Linked DNA regions of Acanthopagrus latus: region 2 is linked to region 1. Evidence: chromatin contacts called from public Hi-C data. All regions are on one chromosome and are shown on one strand. Each heading gives the region's core, a stretch centred on a gene start, on an enhancer-like site or on the middle of the called end of the contact. The rest is flanking DNA. Distances are from core to core; before and after follow the strand shown.

The links. A called contact is a pair of places that touch in the nucleus more often than the background predicts.
Region 2: a contact with region 1 is called in a Hi-C map of muscle, with 6 times the contacts expected there. The contact joins the promoter of LOC119033350 here to the promoter of LOC119033476 in region 1. A contact is called at or near these places in 4 of 4 Hi-C or Micro-C datasets (liver and muscle).

Annotation. Positions count from the first base shown.
Region 1 is chr15:11,664,870-11,671,096 of fAcaLat1.1, reverse strand. It overlaps LOC119033476, which reads left to right and starts at 2,507. Exons shown (of 15, transcript XM_037123629.1): 1 at 2,507-2,595; 2 at 4,538-4,632; 3 at 4,887-5,010; 4 at 5,115-5,164. The coding sequence starts at 2,571.
Region 2 is chr15:11,801,161-11,807,387 of fAcaLat1.1, reverse strand. LOC119033350 (protein SLX4IP) reads left to right here and starts at 3,705. Exons shown (of 8, transcript XM_037123318.1): 1 at 3,705-3,899; 2 at 4,451-4,508. The coding sequence starts at 4,482. It overlaps mkks (McKusick-Kaufman/Bardet-Biedl syndromes putative chaperonin), which reads right to left and starts at 3,612. Exons shown (of 4, transcript XM_037123317.1): 1 at 2,169-3,612; 2 at 1,399-1,580; 3 at 1,030-1,140; 4 at 1-927. The coding sequence starts at 3,159. The coding sequence ends at 499.

The DNA of each region.
Region 1 (6,227 bases), core at 1,258-3,757:
AGATAATGGTCCATATTGACATGACGAGCATCGCGCAGTTGCTGCGCATTTGCCCGCTGCGCATCCACGTCGTGAATCTCTTGTTTTGCCACACCCCAAATGCAGCGAGACTGGGTTCATGTGGAAGCCATCTGAGTACAGCGAACTCATTTACATGTTCCAGAAATCAGATTTAGATGATCTGAGTTTTGTGAGATGGCACGTTGTCCTGCTGAAAGTAGCCATTAAAAGATTGACTAAACCCTGGATATAAAGGAACAGACATAGTTAGCAACAATACTTGAATACACTGTGGCGTTTAAACAATGCTAAATAGGTACTAAGGGGCAAAAAGTATGCCAAGAAAATATCCTCCACACCACAACCAGCATGAATACCCATATTCTGACCCTGTGATTTGAATGTCCCTGCAGAAATCGAGGCTCATTCGACAAGAAAATGTTTTTCAAATCTTCCACTGTCCAACTTTGGTGAGCCCGTGCCAGTTGTGGCCTCAGTTTCCCGCTCTTAGCTGACAGGAGTGGCACCCAGCGTGTAATTCTGCTTCAGTGTTTGACATGTTGTGCGTTCAGAGATGCTACCTTGTTGAAAGATGTGGTTATTTGTTGCCTTTCTATCAGCTCAGTAGATGGTTACACTGGAGATGGGTGCGATGGAGAAGTGAAAATCCTGGCAGATCAACAGCTTATGAAAAACACTCCAACTAGGCAGTCAGACAGCCACATGTGTGCCATGTTCAGGTTCACTTAATTCAACTTTCTCTCCAATTGTGAAACAGATCATCTTGACCTTGTGTACATGGCTAAATGCACTGAGATGTGTGCATTGATGAAATGTTAACCAGGTAAATCTAATAAAGTATAGTAGGGTGTATATTTCTTGGTATTATCTATATTATATATAGCCTGTGCAAAGATTTTATTATGGCAGGATACTGCTGTCTTACTAGGAGCCTTTTTAAAAGAGAGCTGTATCTACAATGACGCTGCTTTACATATCAAAGCGCTGCATTCATTTCAAGTATTCACCTGACCTGAAGAGCATGAATTGGTCCATTTATTTCTCTCCTAAGCAACACATGTTGCAGATGAGGTTTTGTGTTGTGTGCAGATGCTGTGGCGTCTCTCACAGGGTAGTGTTATATCTCAGAGATGTGGATCTTCTGTCCGTGGAGGATTATCTGAAGAATGGTGTGTTTCGCAGTATAGCCAGAGAATAGTCCGGCAGCCGCTACGATGGCGAGCGCAAAGGAGGGAAGACAGCGGCCTCGATGGAGAAAGAGCACTCGGCGTCTTTCACGGAGGCTGTTCTGCTGCTCATGTTTGCGAGGGGAGGAGAAGGATTCTCTGCAGGGACAGGAAGGGAAGCTTTATAGGGGCCCTCAGCATCCACACTTGGATCAGCGGGGATCAGATGAGATGAAGGCTATCCAGATTACAGTGGAGGATCTGGGCATAGTTAACAGCAGCTTCAGCCTGTTCGAGGAGGACCTCCTGACCCCGGGGACCGGCATGGCCCGCTCAGCCAGCTCCGTGTGTGCCTGCACCCGGGCCCTGAAGAAGAAACGACTGAAGCCTCTGTCTTCTCTCCCTATACAGCCCCAGGCCAAAATGGCTGGCTCTTGTTCCAGTGGCGAAGATGACGAAGAAGAGGAGGAAGACACGTTACTGTTTGGGAGTGGCACCAACAGCACGGCAGCTTCGGGAAGCCTCCTGACACAACCTGTCATTAATCTGATCCCACCCACTCCCTCTGATGTGGCCGACGATGATCAGTTCTTTGACATTAATTCAGAGGAGAGCGTGGCGCACACATCCGGCAGTGACGGAAGCTTTGCTGCCGGCGGCCAGGATAGTTACAAAGAGAAGACAGAGAGGGTGGAGACAGAGCAGTCACCAGAGGAATTCACAGTGGCTGAGAGTAAGGTCAGCGCTGACGGTGCTGCAACTGAGGCGGGCCAAAGTGATCAGTTGGGAGAAGATAAAGAGCCCATGCCAAGCACAGTGGGGGATACAGAGAAAACAAAACCAAGGCTTTTACGTAGCACCTACCAGGTGGCTCCTCTTCCTGAGTGCCCTCAGAAAAGTGAGTCCAATCGCAATGACATCTCCAGTGTTGATTCATTAAAGCGATACTGATATTTTGGTAAAAAAAAAAAAAAAAAAAACCAACCCTAACCCCCACAAAGGGACAGACGAGAAAATTGATGCGGAACTATTTTCTGTGTGTTCAATGCAGAGAGACGCTTAGCAAAAACTCTGGAAGCAGCTAGCTGAGCTGTGTCACAAGTGCCTGCCAAAAACTCTAGAAGCTCTCCTGTTGACCGGTTGTGCATGTTAACTCTTGTAGAAATATATTTTGATTTGAATAGAAATAAAAAGGGACAATTTGAATTATTGTAACACCTGTGCCAGCCTACACTGACAACTGAAAAATGTGTGCTCTTTGGCTGCAAACACTTCTTTGAGTTGAGAATGTCCAAAAACGTTGGAGTGCTTTCCTAAAATTCAGCCGGTGTCTTGTCTCGGTGTCTATCTGTCACAGGGATCTTCAACACCGGAATAAATCTCATGGCATTTACTGAGCACAACCTGGGTGAGTTTCCTTAAGGTAAACTTGCAAAAGTAATTGTATTTAAGTCCTCCTGTTTCCATTTACGCGAGCTGTAGGTGAGAGCCAAATGACCCCCAGATGATGGCTCGTTCCGTCCAGCTGCTGAGCTCATGTGTTGCCTCTTCGTTTTGATCTCGCTTCCCCATTCAGATGAAATTGCGGTCATTATGTGACATGGCTACAGTACCTCGAACGCCTCCTTTGGGAGTTGCAGAAGTTCCCCTTTGTCGGAATCTCTTTTTAGCCATTGTGTGTGTATTCCCAGTGCGTGGCTTGGCAGGCGGTTCCCAGGTTTTGGGTTCCTGTGACTCAGCATTGCTCTCCTCCCTCGGTCGTCTCTCAAAGAGCTTAATTTCTTTTCAGACCAGGGGAGGACAATAATACTGGACACGATAAGCATCACTTTTGCCTATCCGTTACATAAATGTGCTGAAAAGTTTCGACTCTGAGGCTTTGCTTTGTCATTAACCCTGTGCGTGTCTGCGTGTGAATGCTTGTCAAACTTTGTCACACACCAAACTTACATTGCTCAATTTGCGTCTGTGTTTGCATGCGTGTGTGTGTGCGCAATGTGTGTGCCTGTGCTAACCAGTCAGGGGTGAGGGAACTCGCTCATGCTTTGACTTGTCCCGACTAAACCGAGTCAGACCAGGAATGATGTCCATCTCTCTGTTCCTGCCGATTTCACTGTTTAAGGCAACGCCAGGCTGTGTCCCTGAGCCTGCCCAAAATGTCCTGTCATTTGTTTTGATTGGGCTTTTCCTGGAAGACACAGGCTGTGTGAAGACTGAACGTGGCTGTGGAAGGGTGGGTGTGCTGCTACCCTCCATTAGCATTCTCAGACAGACAGCTCTCCATTTTGTGTCCCTTCTCCCATGCAATGGTGAGGAGGAGTCACAGTGGGAGACTGGAAGTGATTTTCTCAGGATTTCAGACAGGCACTGTTGTGTCTGAGGTCAGCCTGAGGAGTGTGCTCCTACATGTCTTCACATTCAGCCAGGACTCATCTCTACTCTCACCTGGCTCATCTATTCAAGACAGTTGTGTTTTGAATGTGCTTAGACGTAGACCAGACTTTATGATCCTCTGCAGAGTGACTCACAGGCCAGCCAGGTGATGAAGAGAGTGCCAGCTCGCTGCCCCCCTCTTTGTACTCCACTGTCTCCGCAGGATCCAGACAAGATTCCACTGCTGACACACATAAACCAATTACACTGTCTTATCTGATTCTGACTCCATCTAAACTCCCGTCCATGTCAAACCAGCCTTTCAATAACAGGCCCCTGAAATGAAAAACATGTGTTTAAGAAATTAGGCAGTTTTTTTTTTTTGGTGGGTAAACTATTTGAAAAGACTACTGTTCTTTGAACAGCAAGGAGGGCTTCTTGACGCTTCAATCAGTAAAAAGTACCAAAGTTGAAGTACCGCGGGCTTCAAACATTCCAGCATCTATCACTAACACATCACAGTGTTGTGTTGCCTGAGAAAGCCGGGGTCTCGCTCTGATGCCATATTCTCAGCCTCATTCGTCTTGCTTGTTATGATAGCATAAAAAAAGATATCTGCTTGCTGACCAAGTGACGTTTGGAAAATGTAAGAATATGGGCTTTCTGTGGGAAAGAGCTTGGGTTGTCAGAGAAGTATGTCATCAACCAGACGGACATTAGTGTGTCTAACGGGTTACCAGGCAACCCGATCGAGCTGTGTCCAGTATCAGCACCAGTTAATGCACTGCAAACAGACCTGGTGACCTGCGCGCCAGAAAAAGGCTGAGAAGGCCTGGAGGCACGAGAATAGAGGCGCTTAAAAGAGTTGAGAATAAGGACTTGATTAAATAGCTGGTCTCTAAGTGACCAACGAAAACAGGAATAACCGGGATTAATTCCGATCAATTTATTGACTTACTCTATCTGTCACTATGCAGATGACCTGGGCAACAGAGGTGTGAGCTGCTCTGACACGCTGAAAGCTCATCTGCCTCCTCATGCCACCAACATGGACACAGTCACTCACCAGCGGGTACAGTATGAAGACCAGGCAGTGAACATTTTCCCTGAAAGCTTTTCTCACGGCCTCCTCACACTGTAAATCACACGGTCTATATATGGCCAGCAAGGCTCACACATGCACCTTTAATGTATTTAGAGGTATCTGCGGAGAGTCACTACACATTCCTGGCAGACACGTGCTTTACCTGATTTAGACCCATGAACCTGAAAATACTATCCTGCTGGTAACTGATTAGGACTGCTGAACTGAAACCTGTGTTACAGAGGCCGATAACTCGCTCCTGCAGCGTTGGGGACACACCGAACAGGAGCGCTACTTTCCACGCTTTAACTCAACCCTCACACCACCAGGATGAGGAGGGCTCGCCACGACGACGTGTAACCGTGGGTGAGTCTAGCGCCGCAACATCACAGAGCTTTTTTTTTTCTCTAGATGATACTATTGTTACGGCTCATGTGTAATACAAACTGTTTTTCATGCCTTTCCTGCAGCATCATATATGCCTCAGTCTAAGGATCAGAATGGAAACTTCCCTGAGAAGGTACTGTAAACCATCAAAGCAGGGCCTTCAGGGTGGCATCAGCACGCAGCCCAGAGCTGCTGCAATTACAGAATATGCTCTGTTTATATTTCCCAGCTCCCCTTGATCTGTCAAAGCAATGACTCCGCAAATAGTCTCAGGATTTTAGTCTTTGTGTCCAGGATTTGCCAAGCAAGATTGCTCGTATCCTTAGCGATCCACGTGTTAGCTGCAACACAAAACGGAAAGATTTTTGTTTTGCTTTTTTCCGAAGGCAAATTGCTGACTGCCAGTTTTTCACTTTTCTTTGGTACTCCATCTATCAAATCTGAGTAACATACGCAAACATGTATATTGAGCAGCCAAATGAATTGCTGAAACTATGGATTTATTTATGAGGTTTTGGGTTAATTATCTGTCCAATAAAGTTTTTACTGACAAGTCTATCTGTTTTTTAACAGTGAAAATCCTTCTACAATGCAAACCTTTTACCTCTTTGTGTCTAATTAGTCCACAGTTACATTGTAAAGCCTCTATTTGCAGAGGCGAACATTTAAGTTTTCTTTCCCAGGAACACCATAAACAGACAATCTAAGACCAAGGAAACGATTACATGGAAACCTGTGTTTAGGGTTCCCGTCTGAGCCAAACATCTCTTTGTCCTTTTTTAAACATTTGTTGACACTAAAACACACACATGTGTTTATGTGTTGTAACATGGATATGCAACACACTCATACTCACTCCGAGCGAATCAGTGACACAGACAATGATGAAGCCTAACCAGTCTAACCAGGTTTTGACTTGATTGCCTTTGTTTTGCCACGCATTAAATGGGTTTTCACATGCAGCAGTTTGAATCATCTCTGTGCGTCATCGTGTCCCCGCTCTCTTTGCAATTCCCACAATTTGCTCCTTAAAAGGACTTAGAGAATTAAAAAAAACAAAAAAAAACACATTTACAGTGAGTCATATCACAAAACAATGACTTAAAGTACAGTATATCGCTTGTGTGTCCAGTACTATGAGATCATGCTGAAGGACATGCACAGGTAGAATGTAATATAGGCAGCAGGTATTTAAA
Region 2 (6,227 bases), core at 2,456-4,955, 140 kb before region 1:
TTTTCATTAGTGCACAATCACTTGAAACTAAGTATTGTTGTGTTTAAGTAACCTTAGAACAAGCCGTTTATATCTACAGAGGGAGCGAGTCCTTTTCCACGGAGTTGGCCCAGTTTCTACAGTAGCCCAGAATGGACAAAGAGAACGCCGACTCTAGAGAGGGCCTTTCACATTTTTTCCCCCCACATTTTTACGAGCCACTGTAGTTGAGTGTAAGACGAGGTTGTGGGTTCCAATCTGTACTCCCCAACCCTGTAAACACGCTTTAATGTGTCAGATTGCTGGAATTACCCTTTAACGACTTAACAAAGTGGTAAATCACAATACAACAACAGGACAGAGGCAAGACATTCCCTCTGACTGACACCAGACCAAATTCAATCAAGTTTCACTTGAGACAATACTAACATCTAGTGTCTGAACTTAATATTACAGTTGAAAATTAAAAACTGAATAAATTCCTCACTGAGTTCCACACTGAATAACAGATCTGCTCTACTAGTTCATGTCTTGAATAACATATTGCACATCTAGGGCAAGATTCGCAGTTTCTACAGCGACTTGCAATGCATTGACTTTAGCAGTGAAGGAGTCGAGCACATGTGGCTGCACAGCGGTGTCTCTGGCCAGTGGTGCAGGTGAGAGCTGTGTGTAATTAGTGTGTAGATAAGTCCACTTCTTATCTGGAATACTTTCCACCAGTCCGCAGCCACAGGGGCCCAAATTGTGCTCCATATGTTCTTTCATGACATCTGCAGGGAGAGTCCAGTGGTGAGCGTGAGTCAGGTCGATTAAAGAATTCCCACCGTCGTGCTCCAGCGCTGTGGCCACAGACTCCAGAGAGCGGCAGAATCCCTCTACGCCAAGAAGGTAGTCAGTCTGTGAGCACCCTAGCGCTGATACTGCCTCTGTGACTTCTTTCATGGTCTAAAAATATGGTATAATGAAGACATGGTTAAATGAGAATGCTGTGGAGATAAGTGGAATCAATAATACTAGACTGGTTTAAGACTGAACAGTGACTCTGACCTTGTGTCTGATATAAGCAGCTAAGTGGGTCTCAGTACACCCACCACCGAGTAAGGCGGATGGTTCCCTCAGGGTGAGCCTCAGCACATGCTCTGTCTTCTGGCACACCACCTTCAACAGACAAAAACCAACACATCAGTTCATCTGTCATTCTCATCTCATGTCATCTGATGTTGGAATCCATTTCATGGATGGATGCTTTTATCAAAAGTGCTGTAGAAGAGTTGAGTCTCTCCCACCGGCTTTGCTTGTGAAACACTCTACTAGTCGAGCTTTATGGGGCCATTTATTATTAATCATATTTACAGAAAGAAGTGAAACCCCAGGAGCCAAAACTACGGTCTCAACACACGCCTCACTTCCTCTTACCTTCAGCTCACTTAACATTGTCTCGTTCCTGTGACAGAGGATCATCGTACAGCTCGCCGACTCCCCAGGAGGCTGTAAATGCAGCATTGTCTTGGATCCAAACTGCCTAATAGTGAGATCCCTTACCTCACCATAGGCCTGGGGTGGGATTGCGGTGTGTAGTGTGGCCACAGGCTGGGCACCTGTTGGTTAAGTGGACAGAAATTAAAGATACGCAAAACTGGACAGTGCACTGTACATATGTACTTTCATGATTTCACATCTGAAAGAATGCAAACATTACAAAGATCACATTTACACACATTCCAGTATTCTGTCCCCAGGAATCCCCAATTCCCCTGCATAAATTATTAAAGGGTCACTCTGTGAATTTACACACACACAAAAAAATAGTACAAAGCCTTTTGGCTTAAGAGGAAGCAGCATGTAATCTAATAAAGGAAAGTGTTTTGAAAAGAAAGAAGAATGCATGTAATCAAGGCAATACCTCTGGTTCTGCTGTGACGATTTTGAGTTTTTGTTTTTAAACTGTCCGTAATGCGTCCAACAGATTTTCAGACACAGGTGTTTACCTACATTACCCACAATGCAACTGAGCCACTGAGTGACATCACTGGCAGAAATATATTAGATTACACGCAGGTTCCTTTCTAGACAAAAAAAGGTTTTAGGCTACTTTTTTCACATGTGCAGTAGCACTCCTCAACACCTGTAACACACCTCATTGTGTCAATTTGGTCTACCCAGGATTAAAACATGTAGAGGCCTACCTGTCAGCTGAGTAAGTGGCTCCATTAGAGTGATTCCCAGTCGCTCTATCACTATGATACCACGACTCCTCAGGTATTGCTGTAAAACTGGGTGGATCACCTTCTGGCATACAAAGAGCTTCACCTCATCTTTAACCACTTGTTTGCCGAGCTCCAGGAGCTGATCTAAGATCTGTGAATCTGTGTCTACATCTGGGTGCACCTCAATTCTCCCGTCTCCTAGTTCAGAAAGATCCCCAGCAAGAGATGCACTAAACAACACCATGCGCAATGGGTCTGAATGCAGGCACTCTATATTGTTGAGGTGAAAGACATCAGGCGTGTCCACTAGTAGACCTGGAAACACTGAGGAGCTCAGCACCGAGTGACCTTCAACAGAGACAATCACTGTTTTGCCAAGGGTGACAGTAGTTCCTGGGCTGTTACAGGGAACTGTCAGCAGAAAAGCCTGGACAGCCAACCTGCTGATGTGAAGTGTCTCCTGCTCTGTTAGCACACACGCCGGTTTACTAGAGATGCTGCTGCGAGCTAATTTGATCAAGTTCTGGCTGCTGCAGAAATCCAGCTTCACTCTAACACCACAGTCCTCTTGTCGTAGGTAACTAGTACACAAATCCAGCAAGTGCTTGTTCACTTTGATGACCACACTTCCTCTGAGACCAGACTGCTTTGCTCGCTCAATGATAGACAAACAGAGAATAGCAGCAAACAAACCACAGTCACTGAAACGAGAGACGTGATTGAAAATGGAGGTTTTGATCAAATTGATGAAAGGATGTGAGGAGGAGACAGCTGACAGGAGAACTGAGGAGGTTGAGGTAGTTACAACGCGCCCTCCAATGTTGTTGTGGACCTGTTTTAGTCTTCCTCTCGGACCAAAGCAAGACGTCAGGAGCTGACGAAGCAAATAAAGCTTGTTACAAATATCAGTGTTGTCCAGTGGTTGATCCGTACAAAGAGATGGAGATTTCTTGGCGAGCCGAGACATCATTGAATCAACACTTTCTGACAGCACTGGCACAGCAGATTCACCGGAAGATCATTGTCGACAAGAAAACGTTACAGTAGTTGCTTCGTATAACTTTTAGTAGTGAGTTTACTCTCTAAATGACGAAAAAGAGACGACTACAGTGTCCTTTAAGCTATTTTAGTTATTTGATAGAAAACGCCAACTTCCTGCATCCATGTTAAGCGCCTTTACTTGCCACGACTCGGGTAGTGACACTTACAGCAGTGCCTGACCAGAAAATAAACAAAAAACTTGATACAACTTCAACCATAGTACATTAATGCAATCAGAATAAAGTTAAGTTAATGTCATACTCGCTATTATCCGATTAAAGATCATATTTAGACACATGTCCATAACATTTAACGTGGACGTTGATACAGGCTTCTTCAATATGCGGGTCGTTGCCATGACAGCGGTCACCGCGTTGGGTCCTTGCCGGGTCCTACTCGATTAACAGTCGCATTCTTTTGGACGTTTTTAGAAATTGTTACTGTAACGACACATATTCATTCAGTACTTAATGTCCCGTTGAAAAACAAAGATGGCCATTTAATTTTTATTTTATTTATTTATTTATTTTTAATTTTTACCTTGCTTAGTATTTCCGTGATGTGTTTTTTTGGCAAGAGTCATCCGCTGAAACCTTTTGCCGTCCTCGGACTACAAACCAAGCGGTTGTGACGTCATCTCCTGAAGCCTCCCTTTCAAAACTGTTGGCGGTATGAAATTTGTTGTCAATTTTAAGGTTCTTACCCAGCGTAATATTGACCGAATGTTACTCTAAGACTTCTGCAGTGTTATTGTTGTTGTTTCTTAGAACTGGCCATTCGTCTTGTGAGCCCAGCTGCTCTCATTAAATGAACCGAGAAGTTAACCTAATGAGTAACAAGCTAGATAAACTCTAATTAGATATAACGACGAAAATGATTTAGCTGCATTTTAATTGGCCATATTTATTTAGTCTATATATTCACAGTCTGAATATATTAAAACGAGCTCTATGGATATGACGTTATCACAAAATTTTACCAATCTGTGTTAGCTCGGTTAGACTCGTTTACCATCCATGTCGGTTAACGTCAGGATTTACATTATTTTGATTAAGACAGCCTTTCAAAAGCTCTGTCAGCAATTATTATTATTATTATTATTATTATTATTATTATTATTATTATTATTATTATTATTATCAAGTATGAACATACAAAATTATTAGACAGTGTATGTTTTAGGCAACTGTGTGTAATCCATGATTGTGCACTACTTCCAGGTGAAACAAGCTGACTGCTGTGTTCACTACAATGGCTCCTCAAAAAATTGTTATTAAGGTAAGTGAAAATCAATTAGTACACAGAGCCTACTGCAGTGTTGTATTAAAGAAATATACTGAGTTATAGGGTATTATAGTTTTCCCCAATTTCCCCCATGGAGATAAATAGGCTCAACAGTAGTTTTGTGAGCCTACTGTTGAATAAGGCCTGGGATAAACATACATATAGAAAATAACACAAAAAATATGATACTGAGTGTTGTGTTCAACCCCACATTCAACATTTTAAAGAGTGTTGGAGTATGCAAATTTTAGATTTTTTAAGTATGTTTGCTGGGAACCTTCCTAAGCAAACTTAATTTAATTCTGTACCTATATTCTGTTGCATAAACCGATTAAGCCAAGAAGTTATAACCCATTTTTTTGCTAAGTTCATATGTTGCCATAAAAGCTTGTAACAAAGCAAGATGGTCTAATCACACAAGACTGGTACCAAAATTAAAAGATGCTTGTCCAGGCATCTTCACAAATACATTCTTTTGTATCTTTTGAACATGTACATATGGCATGTGCTGTAAAATCTATTGTTTTCAAGCAAAATAGCTTTTGGGTGCATTTCACTGACCACAAAGCCTCATAATTACTTTAAACAAAATGTTTCCCCACACAAAATGCACACTAGATACTAAAGAAGACGATGAATCTGCATTTGATTAAAGCTTCTCAGCTTTTGTCAGTGTTCATGATAAACAACTATGTTTGTGTTATTGCCAAACAGTAGAACTTCGACAGTCAAGTGGCTTAAGTGGCTAGAGTTATTATGGTCTATACCAAACCACTGTAAAGCTGTTGTTCAGAAGTGTAAAATATGCAGTGCAGGAATGTGCTGTGCGCTTTCTTCTCACAATTTACTTTATTCATTTTTGTTTTAAAACATCTTCTTTACTCAGTTTTGTCCTCAGTAACAAATTCTTTGGCCACTAGGGGGAAGTACAGGTACATGTTTCGACTGTCCTGCCTCCACATTCTGATGTTATTATTCATCCCTCAGAACACTTTATTCAGAGTTTCTGGTCACCTTTTGCAAATCTCATCTGACTGCCTCCCCGAGAGCCTTTTGTTAATCGGCACGGCCATACAGAGCAGAGGAAACTCATTCTATTAAAAAGCCAAGCTGGTTCATCCTCGGTCTGATGCTCTGTCAGGAATAATGCGCATCAGATGTTTTTGTTAAGTGCAAGAAAAGCCACTGCTTTCTCTTTTGTTGATGTTTCATTTATTGAGAGTTTTTGGACGAGGGCCGCAGACATTTGCACTGATCTCTCACATCCTCCGTAATGCTATGTGTGCCTAGTTGACCAGATATTGCATTCGCTCCCTTTATTTGTTTCATATGCATGCCTGCATACAGGCAACCCCACCACCAACCCCCTCAGTTGGTTGTGGGAGAGTAAAACCCTGGAGGTTCACGGAAGGTTCCTTCCCACTGGGCACATAATGATACTGTTGTGTTACTCTGCCTGAGAAAATGCACACAGCCTCTACCATGCTTAACCAGATAACCACAAACAAGTATGTTAGATGGGATCAGACCAAACAATAGCATTCAAGGCACTAGTCTGGGCTCCTCTTTCGCAAAACAAAACACCACTGCCACCATGTTTTTTAATGAATGAATTGACTTCTCAGAATGTTGTAGAACAAAAATCTGAAAAAGACATAGTTTCCATAAAGGCAGTGTTGGAAACTCTGCACAGAGAGCAAGGATTATTGGAGC